2 separate regions of the Mus musculus genome follow, and region 1 is linked to region 2. Evidence: chromatin contacts called from public Hi-C data. All regions are on one chromosome and are shown on one strand. Each heading gives the region's core, a stretch centred on a gene start, on an enhancer-like site or on the middle of the called end of the contact. The rest is flanking DNA. Distances are from core to core; before and after follow the strand shown. Region 1 holds the start of Cabcoco1 (ciliary associated calcium binding coiled-coil 1). Region 2 has its middle 16 kb from the start of Gm40683.

What was found. Hi-C and Micro-C count contacts between places; a contact is called where the count stands out from the background.
Region 1: a Hi-C map of B cells shows a contact between it and region 2, with 1.9 times the contacts expected there. The contact joins the promoter of Cabcoco1 here to the enhancer-like site in region 2. A contact is called at or near these places in 4 of 39 promoter capture datasets (3T3-L1-derived adipocytes, liver, neutrophils and 1 more), 3 of 484 Hi-C or Micro-C datasets (B cells, epidermal suprabasal cells and nephron progenitors) and 1 of 115 datasets of contacts at active chromatin or transcription factors (pancreatic cancer cells).

Annotation. Positions count from the first base shown.
Region 1 is chr10:68,540,524-68,543,277 of GRCm38.p6, reverse strand. Cabcoco1 (ciliary associated calcium binding coiled-coil 1) reads left to right here and starts at 1,403. Exons shown (of 8, transcript NM_028491.1): 1 at 1,403-1,531. The coding sequence starts at 1,421.
Region 2 is chr10:68,369,705-68,372,409 of GRCm38.p6, reverse strand. No RefSeq gene overlaps it. Among named protein-coding and RNA genes, the nearest start is that of Gm40683, 16 kb to the left of the region's middle. Within about 2 kb of position 1,264, at least 5 of the 459 cell types and tissues checked have an H3K27ac peak or open chromatin away from gene starts, as enhancers often do. A contact at or near this core is called in B cells, where this site is marked.

The sequences.
Region 1 (2,754 bases), core at 154-2,653, 170 kb before region 2:
TTTCTTTGGAGTAAAGATCAAAAGGAAAAAAAAAAGAGAGAGAAAAATATTAAACACTTTAATGAGTTTGGAAGTTGGTGGCTCATAGTAAGTCTGGCAATAACTATGAATTGACTGTATTTTCACTAATTGAACACATTCTAAAATCCTTTTAAAGTGGGGTTAAAAGTCATAGCCATGTTGTTGAGTTAATACTTTGTACTGAGAACTCAGTCAGTCCCTCGAAGAGTAAAAATTCCAAGGAAAAGCGACATTACAACCTGCTTGAAGAGATGGAATGTCTGTGAATTAAGCTACAGATGACTCTTGAATAGAGGTGGGCTATACCAGGATTTGGGTTGTTTAAACTACGAAAACACTTGAGGGACAGACATGGTTATAAAGCTACGTACAAGAACATGTTAAATTTTCTCTGAAAGGCAACTGGAGAGAAGCATTCTGATTTGGTAAGCTGGTGGCTTTGCACAGCATGTATCCAGCCAGGAAAGTTTAACACAGACACCAGCACTGTGAACACTAGGAGGTGACAAGATCCCCTGAACATTTCTAATACAATAATCGGTTTGATCTCTTTGGAAAGCTTTGAAGCCGTTAGGGGTTGGGATTTTGTTGTATGCGTGGAGGAACCGACCCCGTAGTGTATGGATTTGACAGTAAGCGTCTTGCGTGGGTAGCAGCCTCCAAGCAGGTAAATGTATGGTGCATCCCGCAGCCAAAGGAAGCATTGAATAACCAAAAAATATCCAAATATGTAGGATCGGGCTTGTAGCTCAGTGGTTAAGGTGTTTACCCAGGACTCGGGTGACACTGGGTTCAGTGTGTGCTTGCATAAATTGGGTATGGTGCCCTTGATTGTAAGCTCTTGGGAGCTGGAGGTAGGAGGTCAGCAATTCAAGATCCTCTTCAGCCTGGGCTACCAAGGTGGAGTGGGTGGAGGGAGGCTCTTCATACTCCCAATCTAATACCTCCTTGTTTAGAGTCTTTGTATTATGGAAATTTCAAACAGTTGCTAGAGGAGACAGTGTTCTAACCCCACCTCTTCCGCAATTTTAATTCACAAGTCCATTTGCCTCTCTCGGTATTTTGAAGTAAGTTGCAGATTGCCCCTTCCATCACTAGCTAAATATACACCTCTAAAATTAGAGTCAGTTTTTCCTACTGAAGACCACAATGCCACGGATCAGACTTTTAAACGTTATAAAAATTGCTTAAGATCAACCATTAAGAGCCAGAGCCCCCAAATCGCTTATCGTCTCCCTTTTAGAGTTAGCTTTCTGTGTCAACTCCAGAATTGCTTCTGAAGTAAATTTCTCAGTTTCCACTGTAATTCGAGCAGCAGGTGGCCTCACGGGCTCCCGTGAGTGGGCGGGGCCTGAGCTTCGGTTAGGCGTCACTGCCTCCCACCACGGTTGCCTTGGCGATGAAGGCTGCTTCCTCTAAAGAAAACGTGTCAGGGTCGTCCACAGGATTGACCTCCTGGGCGTTGACCACCCCTGGGGTGTCGCCAGTAGGCAGCACTTCTGACTCTGAGGTATGTGTCCCTTTCCGGGAAGTCCAGTACCGGGTCCTTGGCTAACACCAAGGTCACTCAAGGTCAAGGTCAGAGCTGCCTGGGACTCAAGCGGTAAAGGCTTGCAAGCTGATCCTTGGGGCAGAGGTCTCCAGGACCCCTGAAGCTCACACAGACCCTGTGAGCTTACTCTGGAAAGTTCCAGGCTCACGCAGCCTCACAGATATGCAAATCTTTAACTGGAAAAACAAAAAGTAATCTCTGATCTTAAAGGGGACCCGTCCCTTTTTGCAAGTGCCATTGATTGACTGGGAAGATCAACAACTGTTCAAAGGGTGTTAAAGATTGCTGCTTTCTGAGTGAGTCATGGTTAGTTTCTGTTGTCACCTGTCCCTGTCCCAGGAGACAAGACCAAACACCCTGAGCTGAGAGTCTGTTCTCTGCCCCTGGCCTCATGGCTCATAGTGAATTTGTCCCTGGTACTCCAGGGACCTCTTGGGTAACACAAGGTCATCTACCACCCCCTCCTAGCACCAGCTATCAATGTGTGTGGAGCATTAACTCATCGTGACCCTAGACTTAATGCTTAAAGGGTTATTACTATTGCATTTTCACTTATTTGTGGGTGGGTGGATGAAAGTCCCAGTCCCAGTGCTCAGTGTGGAAGTCAGAGGACCACTTGATGGTTGTCCATATGCGTCCTAGTGATGAAGGTCAGGTGTTCAGTTTTGGCAGAAGGTGCTGCACTCCTTGCTAAGAATTTAACCGCAAGTGCATCAGCTAAGCCATCTTTTTTTTTTTTTTACTGTTTAAATCTCCTCACTGAGTCTATCAAGTACAGTTTCCATGAGGTTATTTTTTCCCTTCCTTTTTTTTTTTAAAGACTCTGAGGAGTGAATAATGAAGTGTTAATTAACACAGCTTTGTTCAGCTTCCATATTAGTCCAAACAACAACAGTCTTTGTGAAGAAGATAAGTATTTCGCTGCAGACTCAGCAGTCAGGAAGCACAAAGCCAGTAATTTCATGCCTTCCTCTTCAACAAGGGAGCAAGCAAGCCAGTCCCACTCCACCCCCTCCAAGTCCCCCAGTACTGCAGGCAGACCGCTAAGCCTGCAGGGTCTCCCATGAGCCTTTCTAAATAAAATTAGCATACATTAAATGCACATTTTAACATGATAAACTGGATCCTAAGCTCATTCCTCCCTTGTGATCGCTAATGTAAGTTAACATAATTTTTAAACC
Region 2 (2,705 bases), core at 15-2,514:
AGTCTGCATGAAATGTCACCAGAAAAGTCCAAGAGGTGTAGTCTACCTTGACTTAACCTTCAGGAATTCAAGGTAATGTACACACACACACACACACACACACACACACACACACACACACACACACACATTCCCTGTAAAGCAATGTTCTCAACCTTCCTAATGCTGCAACTCTTCAATGCAGTTCCTCATGCCGTGGTGACCCCCCTCCCACCTCAACCATAAAATTATTTTTGTTGCTACTTCATAACTACAATTTCACCACTGTTATGAATCTTGATGTAAATATCTGGTATGCAGGATATCTGATACATGACCCAGGTGAAGTGGCCATTCGACCTCCAAAGGCGTTGCAACATCCAGGTTGAGAACTGCTACTTAAAGCATAAAACCAAGCGGAGGCCCGCATGAAGCACAGTAAGCATGTATGTCACATGAAATGCCTGGCCTCCTGCTTTCATTTCTGCAGCTTCCCAGAGCCCAGCCAAGCCCATGTCCACTCCAGAGAGTGCGGAATGTCCTGCCACATTGCTAACTTCAAGTATTTAACACAGGGTGAACTTCTAAACAAGAGCTTAACCTCTTCCTAAGCAAGGAGACCTGGTTATGCATTGGTCGGATATGTTCCTTCTTTTTCTCCTGGCTTCAAGGTAGCCATTCAAATATTTTTAACATCTTCAGAAACCTCCAGGTCATCTTGTTTCCTGCCGTGATGGCCATGAAGGGCTCATGACAAGAAACTGTTTCCTGTACCTCGAAGAAAGTTCTCACTGGGTCGTTGCCAGATGAGTGATTTCTTCATCGCTTCTGTTCTTCCTCTGTCCTTAACTCCCACTTGCAGTCAATCTGGGATCTAGGGTTTTTTCCTAAGACATGCCTCTGGAGGCCATTGAGCTCATCTGAACACTTCCATCTATGTTGAGAAATCCTCTCTTTTATCAGTCGCTTATACTACAAAATCGATGCCCATCGTTCATCTGAAGGAAGCAACAGATTCACATGGCTTCTCTCTCCATGTTCCTGGACAGTTGCAATATAATGAGACTGATACTCTCATTGAGGTGTATTCACTCATAAAAGTCTGCAGGCAAAGGGTCTTGAACTGATCCAACAAAGAACGGGCTTTTCCCACTGTAGAGAAAGAAGGTGAGAACTGTTAACTATCATCGTCACTCTGCAAAAATTACCGTTGGAAAGGCCCACATTCGAGTGACAGCTCCCCTGGGAAGGTTACTTCCTCATTACAGCCTTGCTTCATTGATTGATCTACAAAGACGAAATAAAATGAATGAAGTAAACAGTGCGCTGAGTGCTCAGCACACCTCTGGCTTTTATTGGAGTACCTGTTGCTTTTATTCTAGAAACATCTCATGCGTTATCTAAATTCTACTTGAGTCGCTGACTTTTCTTTGAGGCTACTATTCACCCCAAGCCCACAATCTTGCCCCCTTTCAAACTCTGATGCAATTGATCTTAATCTCACCTGTATGGCCTTCCCCCTTGCCATCCCATAATGCCTGGCCCATAGATGGTACATGTTTGTGGAGTTTTAAATTGTCCCCATCTGGCCTCTCTTGTTTAATCTGAATGCAGGCCCTTTCTTTACTTTCTGTCTCTCTGCCAGGCTAACAGGAATACTATACAACCAAGACAACTGGATAATCAGGTAACTACCATGTCCCTGAGACTGGGGGACAGTACATTGCTCCTCATTTAACCAAAACTACACAGAACTTCCTTGCTTGCTCTATGGATACTCATTGACTCATCTTCTACCTATTTATAGGTACAAGTCCTTGGATATAAGCTGAGGAATGGGGTGGATGTCATCTTTACTCCTTGCTCTCAGGGAGGTGACATGCCAGTCTGGAAAGATGGTCTGTGCGATCATCTTGTTGTCCATTTGACTGGATCTAGAACCAACTGAAAGACAAGCTGTTGGCCAACACCTGTGAAGAATGCTCTTTATTTGGTAATAGGAAGTAGGAAAACCTGCCACAGATACAGATGGCTCCTTCTGCTGTCATCACGGGCAGCGGAGAGATGTGAAGAAAAGGCTTTGCTTTTTGCCCACACATCTTCCCGCTCAAGGCTGAGCTCCTATACACCATTGCATCCCTTCCCTGATACGAGAACCAGCTTCTCCCAGCTCCAGCATGGACTGGAGACAACTGTCTGCCTAGGGATGCACTAGGCTGTCAGCACCAGCTTTGCAGACTGAGTTACTCCCAAGTTCTAAACCTTAGGCTACCAAGATCCTCTGGTACATGCCAATCTAATGAATCTCCCTTGGATATATAGTCAGTCTTCGTATTCTGTTCTTCTAGAGAGCCCTTGTGGTCACAACAGTAAGCCAGCCACCTGAATGAGGATAGCTGTACACATGCTACAAAGGGACAATACAGTCAGGTTCATCTCAGGGCTAGATAGCTCATTATTCTGTCACATCTAATCTCTCCTTCTGTCACATCTAATCTCTCCTATCTTTCTATCCTTTTCACTCTTGAGCCAATTTCCCTAAGTCAAATTCCCTTAAAACCAAATCACAATGTCATCTTTTCATCAAAAGGAGATGAATTAGAGACAGAAGCCAGAACCACAGTAGGCATATGGAGAGATTTCTATACACATGAGAGCATGATTCAATAGACTTTATCTTAGACTCTGTGTTGGGTCAATGGCGCCCAACACAGAGTAGGACAGGA